Regions from separate parts of the Mus musculus genome. Here all the other regions are linked to region 1. A link is a contact called in public Hi-C and HiChIP or PLAC-seq data. All regions are on one chromosome and are shown on one strand. The core of a region is the stretch at or near the end of the contact, and the rest is flanking DNA. Distances in the headings are between cores, read along the strand shown. Region 1 has its middle 29 kb from the start of Gm31753. Region 2 has its middle 260 kb from the start of 4930503O07Rik. Region 3 has its middle 180 kb from the start of 4930503O07Rik.

The links. Hi-C and Micro-C count contacts between places; a contact is called where the count stands out from the background. HiChIP or PLAC-seq counts read pairs in DNA pulled down with a chosen protein or histone mark.
Region 2: a FOXA1 HiChIP or PLAC-seq map of pancreatic cancer cells shows a contact between it and region 1. The contact joins two enhancer-like sites. A contact is called at or near these places in 1 of 484 Hi-C or Micro-C datasets (embryonic stem cells) and 1 of 115 datasets of contacts at active chromatin or transcription factors (pancreatic cancer cells).
Region 3: a Hi-C map of cortical neurons shows a contact between it and region 1, with 2.6 times the contacts expected there. The contact joins two enhancer-like sites. A contact is called at or near these places in 3 of 484 Hi-C or Micro-C datasets (cerebral cortex and cortical neurons) and 1 of 9 other capture datasets (embryonic stem cells).

Annotation. Positions count from the first base shown.
Region 1 is chr1:193,448,312-193,451,011 of GRCm38.p6, forward strand. No RefSeq gene overlaps it. Among named protein-coding and RNA genes, the nearest start is that of Gm31753, 29 kb to the right of the region's middle. RefSeq lists an enhancer at 1,018-1,874. Within about 2 kb of position 1,425, at least 113 of the 459 cell types and tissues checked have an H3K27ac peak or open chromatin away from gene starts, as enhancers often do. A contact at or near this core is called in cortical neurons and pancreatic cancer cells, where this site is marked.
Region 2 is chr1:193,966,011-193,968,710 of GRCm38.p6, forward strand. No RefSeq gene overlaps it. Among named protein-coding and RNA genes, the nearest start is that of 4930503O07Rik, 260 kb to the right of the region's middle. Within about 2 kb of position 1,356, at least 17 of the 459 cell types and tissues checked have an H3K27ac peak or open chromatin away from gene starts, as enhancers often do. A contact at or near this core is called in pancreatic cancer cells, where this site is marked.
Region 3 is chr1:194,040,608-194,043,307 of GRCm38.p6, forward strand. No RefSeq gene overlaps it. Among named protein-coding and RNA genes, the nearest start is that of 4930503O07Rik, 180 kb to the right of the region's middle. Within about 2 kb of position 1,259, at least 9 of the 459 cell types and tissues checked have an H3K27ac peak or open chromatin away from gene starts, as enhancers often do. A contact at or near this core is called in cortical neurons, where this site is marked.

The DNA of each region.
Region 1 (2,700 bases), core at 175-2,674:
AAGAGGTTACAGAATAAAGACTATCAAAGGTGGCTCTGAGGTTAAGAGCAGTAGCTGCTCTCCCAGAGGCCCAAAGTTTAGTTCCCAGCATCCACAATGAGTGACTTAAAGCTGTTTATAACTCCAACTTTACCCGTTGCCTTTGGCCTCCTCAGATACCTGTGATTACATGTACACACACACACACACACACACACACACACACACATGGACGGATGACAGAGGTCATCCTGGGTGTGATTCTTCAAGAGCCCTACATTGGTTTTTTTTGAGACAAGGTCTCTCACTGAACCTGGTACTCACAAATAAGGCTAAGCTAGCTGTCCAGTGAGCCCTAGGGATCCTCTTGTTGCCCCACCCCAGTGCTGGGACCATAGGCCCACCATAATTGTTGGTCTACCTCAGTGCTGGGACCATAGGCCCACCACAACTGTTGGCCCAACCCAGTGCTGGGACCATAGCCCATCATAAGTCCTGTACTGTTTAGTTTTGTCAACTTACACAAACCTAGTCATATCTGGGGAGAGGAACTGCAACTGAGAAAACACCTCCATTGAATTGGCCTATGGGTACATCTGTAGAGCATTTTCCTGATTAATGATTGATGTGGGAAGGCCCAGCCCACTGTGGGTGGTACCATCCCTAGGCAGGTGGTTCTGGACTGTATAAGAAAGGTAAGATAACTGTGGGCCTAAGAACAGCCGCTAAGCAGCACTCCCACATAGTTCCTGCCCCTGCTCCTGCTTGAGTTCCTGCCCTGACTTCCTTCAATAATAGTCTGAGGTAAGGATGTATAAGCCAAACAAACCCCTTCCCCCAGGCTACTTTGGGCCGTGGTGGTTATCACAGCAATAGAAGGCAGACTAGGATAATGTTCAACTTTTACCTGGGTGTGAGACCAAACCCAGGCCTTCATGCTTGTGTGACTTTATTGATTTTTACATGCTTTATTGGCAGTCCTGACTGAACAGCCCTTTAATGTCTTAATTTCCTCACTGCTGAGAGGAGGGACCTTGAGCATGTTGACATTTTCAGGTTGGTCCTGCAGAACAATACACGGAATCAGAATTGCTGCTTGGTAAGATGTAGATCCCCAGCGCTCCCTACTCCAGTCAGAGTCTCTGGCAGGGAAGGAACTCCAGTCTGTGCTGTAATGGCTTCCTGGGACTATGCCAGTGCCTTCCTTATCTAGCATTGTGCTGTCAAGTGGCTCTCCAGACAGACTGAAGTGCCAGTTAGCTGGTCAGTGGAGATGGCTGCCAGTGCCTGGGGTAGGAGTTGGGAGTCCTGGGATGATGATGGAAGAGTTTGTGGGATTCCATCAGGCCAGTGAGGTTGAAAGTTGGGCTTCCTTAGTCATGACAGGAGATACAAATCTGCCGGAAAAATCCATTTCCTCTTATGTCCACAAGGGGTCAGTAAAACATCAGGTCTGTCTTTGTTTAAATTTCAGAACAAAAGAATTTTGGCAATGCAGGACAGGCCAGATAAGCCTTATTTATGGCTAGCTTCCCAGCTTCTGAGCGCCTCTAAGAATCACTCTTTTCGGAGGGAAGTGCATTAGCCCACAGGCCTGAAAACTTACTTTCAACCTTTTCTAAAATAACTGTCCTGGGGGCTCCGGAAGTCACTTTAAGATAGAGAAAATTCCGAGCCTTGTATTTCCTGAGGGTGTCTCTTTAGAGTCGTTCAGGATGGCTGGGCAGCTGCTGGAGGGCCTGTAGCAGAGTTGTTAGGCAGAATAGTTGGGCAGCCACCTGAGGACCTAGGGCAGGATTACTAGCCCAGTTTTGGAGGCTCTAAGAGGCTACAATACCTCACTGAAGATGCAAAGTATTGGAACTGAGTCAGACACCATCTGCTACCTCTTTGTCCAGGGCCATCTTCATAAAACCCTGGTTGTCTTTTATTATCACCTTGTCTGAGTTCAGAAGTTTTTTGTTTTTTTGGTTTTTTCTTTCTTTTTTTTTTCTCTTGCTCAGTTTTCCTTCATTTAGAAGCACAGCCACAGGGTGAACATGGAAGGGCCTGATGTACCATTCCCTTCCTGGGCTTTTGTGCCTCCCTGACATAAGATCTGAGAGCTATCCACAGTGACTGATGCACCCCAGGTGATCGCCTAGGGGCGTAGAGCTTTGAAGGTCCTTCCTCCTGTCCCCACGCCCTCCTTCCCTCCTGTATGCTGGTGGCTAAGGACAGATGAGCTACAAATCTGTAAAGTGCCAGGTCACAGAATTCTGTAAGCGCCAGACACTTGACTCCAAGAGCTCGTAACGATCAACACTGGTAAACTCATCAATTAATTAATCAGCTTGTTTGCCAGACCTCACAAGAGGAACTCTGACACACTGGGCATTTTCCTGGGCATGGGTGTTTCATAGCCGAATATGATGTGGGCTTTGCTACGAAGGAAATATGTTTCAAGCAGAGTTTCAAGCAGAGAATGTCAAAGATAAAATCAATGGCCCTGGTGCACCATGGAGAGGGTTGTAGTGGGAAGATAAAGGAACATGACATGAAGCCTCTCCCACCTGGTGGGGGAAGAGCTGACAAATGACATTTCCTAAGCATCCATGAGAGAATCCATGTGGGGTTAGTGAGGGGTGGTTTGAAAGACAAAGTTAGGAAACCTCTCTGTACATACACCTGGGCCACATTCCCTCACAGAGCCCCTGTAGCTAAGCAACGTGGTGGCCCACC
Region 2 (2,700 bases), core at 106-2,605, 520 kb after region 1:
TGTGTGTATGTGTATTTTTATGTGCAAATATATATGTATAGTGAGAATTTTGGTTTCTTTAAAAACCCAGTTATGTTATGTGAATATGTTTTTGTTTTAATCCCAGGTGGCAGATAAGAAAATGCTTTACAGCAGGTGATTATGACTTGCCTCATGCACTAGCAGAGGTGTGATCTTTGCCAGCTGCAGATAGTTTTATTCTGGGGGCTCTGGAAAGGGTAAAAATAGGAGAGCCCCACGAGGCCTGTGGTGGCTGCTGCTCCTGCTGTTGGTCCCTGCTATTGTGGTTTTTCAAGTGGCTGTAAGCAAAGAGATGAGAAGAAGAAATTGGATATCCTGATGACCAAGATTGGACTGGCCCTAAGTCCCTAATCAGCAGGAAGTGATCTAAAGAGGTCTATATTTTTCCTCTAACCTTCTTTCTTTAGTGCTGGGGATTTGGAAGGGATTGGGGTGAAATCAAGGTTGGGAGGGAGGTAGAGATATAAGAACTCAATAAAATAGTTTTTAAAAACCATTATCATATATGTGTATATTCATGTGTATATGTTTGTGCCTATATATGTGTTTGTATATGCATGTGTATATAAGTATGGTATATAAGTATGTGCATACATATGGGTACAGACACACATAATAGACAAACAGCTCTAATACAATCTCTTACTATGCTGAACAAAGGCATCAGACCAAACAAACAAACAAACAAACAAAAAACAATTTGAAGTTTTTCTTTGAAGAGAGTCATAAATACCCAGCAGAAATGTACTATGCCCTTGTACAGTAAACACTGAGAATAGTGCTGGCACATGTTCTTTTCATGTGTGTTTTATGATTCACTGTCTTCTAGGAGTTGCCACCCTTATAATAAGCCACTCCATGCTTGTTGATTTGAGTGTATGAAACATCAGGATCTTGGAGGAAATCAGATCTGGGAACTTTGTTTTAAGAAGACTGACCTCTGACCTACAGAATAATTCTGTACAACCCGAGTAAGCCATAGTTAAGTTACTCATTCAACAAATACAATAAATAGCTAAGCATAATGTTGGAGACCATCAATCCAGGTTATGTGTATTCAGCTGATTCTCAGAGCCCTGCTGCCCTTCAGTGCAGACCTGCCTTTCCTGTCTCACAGTGTGTATCATGTGTTTAGCTGCTCATCACCTGACCTCATGCACATGTCAACAGAGAAATGAAAACAGGAGCCAACAATGTAATCAGAGAAATGTCTGGTGTGTGTGAAACTCCTTTTCTTCATCTCTTCCTGTACTTGCATCAGGGTCTGTTCATAGCTTGTATTACAGAGTCTCCATGCTGTGTCCAAGTTTAGACTCTTCCAAGGAGGAATTGAGGTTTGAATGAGTCAGGACCTGGGGTTGGGGGGGTGCTTGGAGTGTCAGTCCTGGAAGTTCATGAGTCAGAGGAATAGATGGAAAGGCCTTATGAAGTAATTGGACAAGAATGGCCTCTCTTGAAAAGACTTCTTTGATTTGTCCCCACTTCTCATTTCCCATTTCTTTTTACTAGGTCCAATTATTTCTTGGTTTCCTGGGGTTCCGTCTCAGTCAGCTATACAGCAATGACCCTGTTTGGCATATTTCAATAGGATGCTTCCAGTTGGTGGCATGGTTTTACAGCCGAGAAGGCTCTACCCCCAATCCCCATTGCACTGTACTACCCCCAACCCCCATTGCACTGTACATCACTGTTTGCTTCCTCAGTCTGTGAGTTCAATGCTACCCTGCTGTGTGAAAAATGGAGCTGAGGCCCTGTCACCTAAAGCTACAGCTGATGAAGGTGACTGACAGCCTGGGTCAAAGGCAAATGAGGAAGATAGTCATTTGGATGGTCTTACAGTTGAGGCCACTCATTGTATTTTGGGGGTGGGGGAGCAGGTATAGGATTTTTTTGCTATTTGACTTTTGTTTTGTTTTATTTTTTTTTTCTGAATCTATTTTAATGGTTGTAGCCAACACTCACATAAAGAAAACTGACCATTGAGGGGTTCTGGGTTTATTTTTCAGCTTAGTTGGTCTCTATCATCACCTAGTTCTGACTATTTGGAGCAGCTGTGGAACACACTCCAAGCATGGGGAGAGGGGTTTTCTGCCAAGCAGCTTCGGAGGACTCAGCAAACCACAATCACTGAAGATGTTCCCCAGAAGGCTTTAGGAGTACAAATCTCTTTAATTAAAATGGGAAAAGCCATCATGAATGAAGTGAGAGGAAGTTGGCTGAGAGGGGAGGGGCCAGGGATTGAAGAGAAGAAATAAATATTTCACAAGTGTTTTCAAACACTGGCTGTCCAACACCCAGTGGAAAACGCCACTTGATGGATGATATTTTGGGTTGGAAAGTGAGGCTAATTCAATGTAATGAGAGGTGAATGGGACTTCAGGCCCTTATCCAGCCACAGGAGACCCCTTACAAAAGAGCCTGCTCTTGCAGTCATTAATTTTTTATGAAGTTTAATAGGCCTGAGCCTAGAGACCTTCTGTGGTGTTGATTAGCTTCATATTTCTCTCATTAATGTAGAATCTGATTAGCTCTTATAAAAAGCATTTCATCTCCGGTCCAGGCGTGGCAGCTACATTGTTCCATGTTAGGAATTGTGGTTTGATTCACTTGAGGGAAGAAACATCCTCTGGGTTGAATGCTCCTCTCAGCCACAAGAGGAGAAGTGCATAGGACCAGCTG
Region 3 (2,700 bases), core at 9-2,508, 590 kb after region 1:
AAGGTAAGCCTATTCATATCTCTCCTTTGGTATAAATAACCCAAAGCTTCCCTTTACCTTCAGAATAAAGCTCAAGCTCAACCTGTTGTCCTCACTTTTGAGGCTCCCCAGGAAACCCTTGCCTGCCCTACTTCAGGACATTGGCTATTGGTGCCCACCCCCTCACTGGATGAGCTCTTAATCTGTCCCTGAAGCTGCATTAAGTGATCCCACTGCTTAAAGTCACATGTCTCCTTACTTATTGGCTGACTAATCCTTCCTTTAGCTTCAGTTTAAATTTTCCTTCCTCCTGGACCAGACAGTCCAGGAAGAAGTCACTACAGGTCCTGATGGAGAGTAGCCTCCCCTGGGTCTCCTCATAGCACTAGAATCCTTCACGCCACTTCCCAAGCTTTGTTGATTGTTAGTGCCTCCCTCCGGAGGCGCTCAGGAGGAAAGGGGGCATGAATTTGGGCAGTTTCACACTCCTTCCCTCTCAGTTCAGAGCCTGGCACAGAGGTAACTGGTATCTGCCTATGGTCTAGCTGGACAATTCTGCCACGTTAATTACAAGGATACAAAAATATTAAAGATTCTTTCTTGAATACGTTTTTGCTCAAGGCCATTCACAGCTGAGAAAAGGAACTCAGCAATATTGATATGAACGTATTAGAATATTCAAGAAAGATCTAAGACGACAGAAAAGGAGATTGCACCAGGCCGGCTGCACTATGACGGCCAATGTCTAGAGGAAAATGTATCAGTTATTCACAGGAAAATGCTCACCAGGAGATCCAGGCTGATGGCACAGAGGACGGTTTTCATTTTCTTTATTTGGGCAAGCTCCTCTGCCATTTTAAATTAAACTAAATCCCATATGGTTGCTTGCTGTAGAATTTATTTTTAGGCTTCAGCTATCATCTCTGGGGTGTATCCTGTTTCTTTTTATAGCCAGACCACAACTATTGATTCCCAGGATCGTTGTGTCTTCTTTGTCTAGGTGCAGGCAGTCTAGGCAGCAGTGACTGCTCCCTACCAGGGGAGCTGCCTGGAAATATCAGGGCAGTTCCAAGGTAGCCTTCCCTTTCCTACAACTGCTCCATGCCTGTAGTAGAGGACCAGCTGGGGCTTCATTGCCAGAGAAGTTGATATATCAGCTGGAATCCCACAGAGAGTTGGTGGGAGAGGCCCCCACCAACTCACACATTTACATGTGGGCAGACCTTAGCTTCAAACCCATTCTTCATCCTGCCTCATACTTCCCTCCACAGTTGTATCTTTTGTTGTGCCTGTGCTAAAGGGAGTCCTGGAGCCCCGGCTATTGTGAGCCTCCAATCTGCTATGTGTGTAAGAGGGGTGGGGGGCGGGAGGCACACATGCTCATCTGCCTTTCCTCCCTCTTCTTTTTATTATCATTAATAATGAAATATTGAGACCAGGCTGCTAATGAGCCTAAACTCCCCTCTGTTCGTTTACTTTTTGCCTCCGCACTGTCACTTCAGAGTAAATTACTTTTCTCTGCATCTTGTTCAGGGGATATCACACCAGCATGACCCTCCCCCTCCCACCGTTGTTCTAATCTCAGGGTTATTCAGTTTCTCTCACTGCAGTTTACTGAGCAAGGGAGGTCGACCCATCTATCATACTTAAACCTGTGCAACATGTCTTCTCCTGCAATTGAGACATCATTCTTGTTGCACCTAGTTGCCTTGGGTTTTAAACACTTATACAATAGACATAGCTGTAACCTATAAAAGAGTAAATACATAATATATACTGATATCTCTGTGTTATGAGTTTAATGAAAAAATATTTAAAGACAGCAGAGAGAGAGAGAGAGACCTGTTCTGGAGGGAGGGGGCTAACCAAACAGCTTCCTATACCACACAGACACATCTGCTGGGCTCTGGCTCCTGCTTATGGCATGCTAAGCACTTGCTTGTCAATTGGGAGATGTCAGGATGTGAAAGCAACCAACATTAAGTAGAGATTTTGTGCCAAGATGACAGTTCGCACCTCCAACACGCTTTTGTCTCCTGTTCAAAGATGCTAAAGTGGCCTTCCTCACACAGACTTTTCGTCTAGTCTCCTCTGCTGCTCACCACTACAAAGCACTCAGTCCTCCTTCCTTCTTTTTCTTTCCTGATTCCATTCTCTTTACCTGCTTCAGATGACATCCCAGCTTTGCCTTTCAGAGTGTGACCTTAGACAAAAATCACAGCCTTCCTAGCGGCGTGTTAGCAATGACGGTGCTTACTTTTGAGTGTTTTGAGGATGTGGCATGCTTAGTAGCCTTTGTAAATTTTTCCCCACTAACTTACAATTTCTCCCCAGGAAATTATTTGCTACCTCAGATAGGTATATATAATAAATACATAAAGCAAACATCTACCAATAATAAACCCTAAGAAAAGTATCTCAAAAAATTCCTTTGTATGTATATAATTGTACCATTTGCTAAAAAATGAAAGCAGATTTGTGTAGTAATGAGATGACAGTGTTTGTATATTTTTACATAGAGATTTAAACCTTGACAGAATATTCAGTAGTAGAGGGGATTTAGAGCATATTCAGTGTTTTTCAGAGTTGATCGATATTTTAATTTTTCAATCATTGCTGAGTGTTGCTTTGCATAAATGCATAGTATATAATGACAGAAGTGTGCTTACAGACACTTTTGAGGTTGCTAGAAATTCTGTTCTAATCCCAAGCCAAAATTCA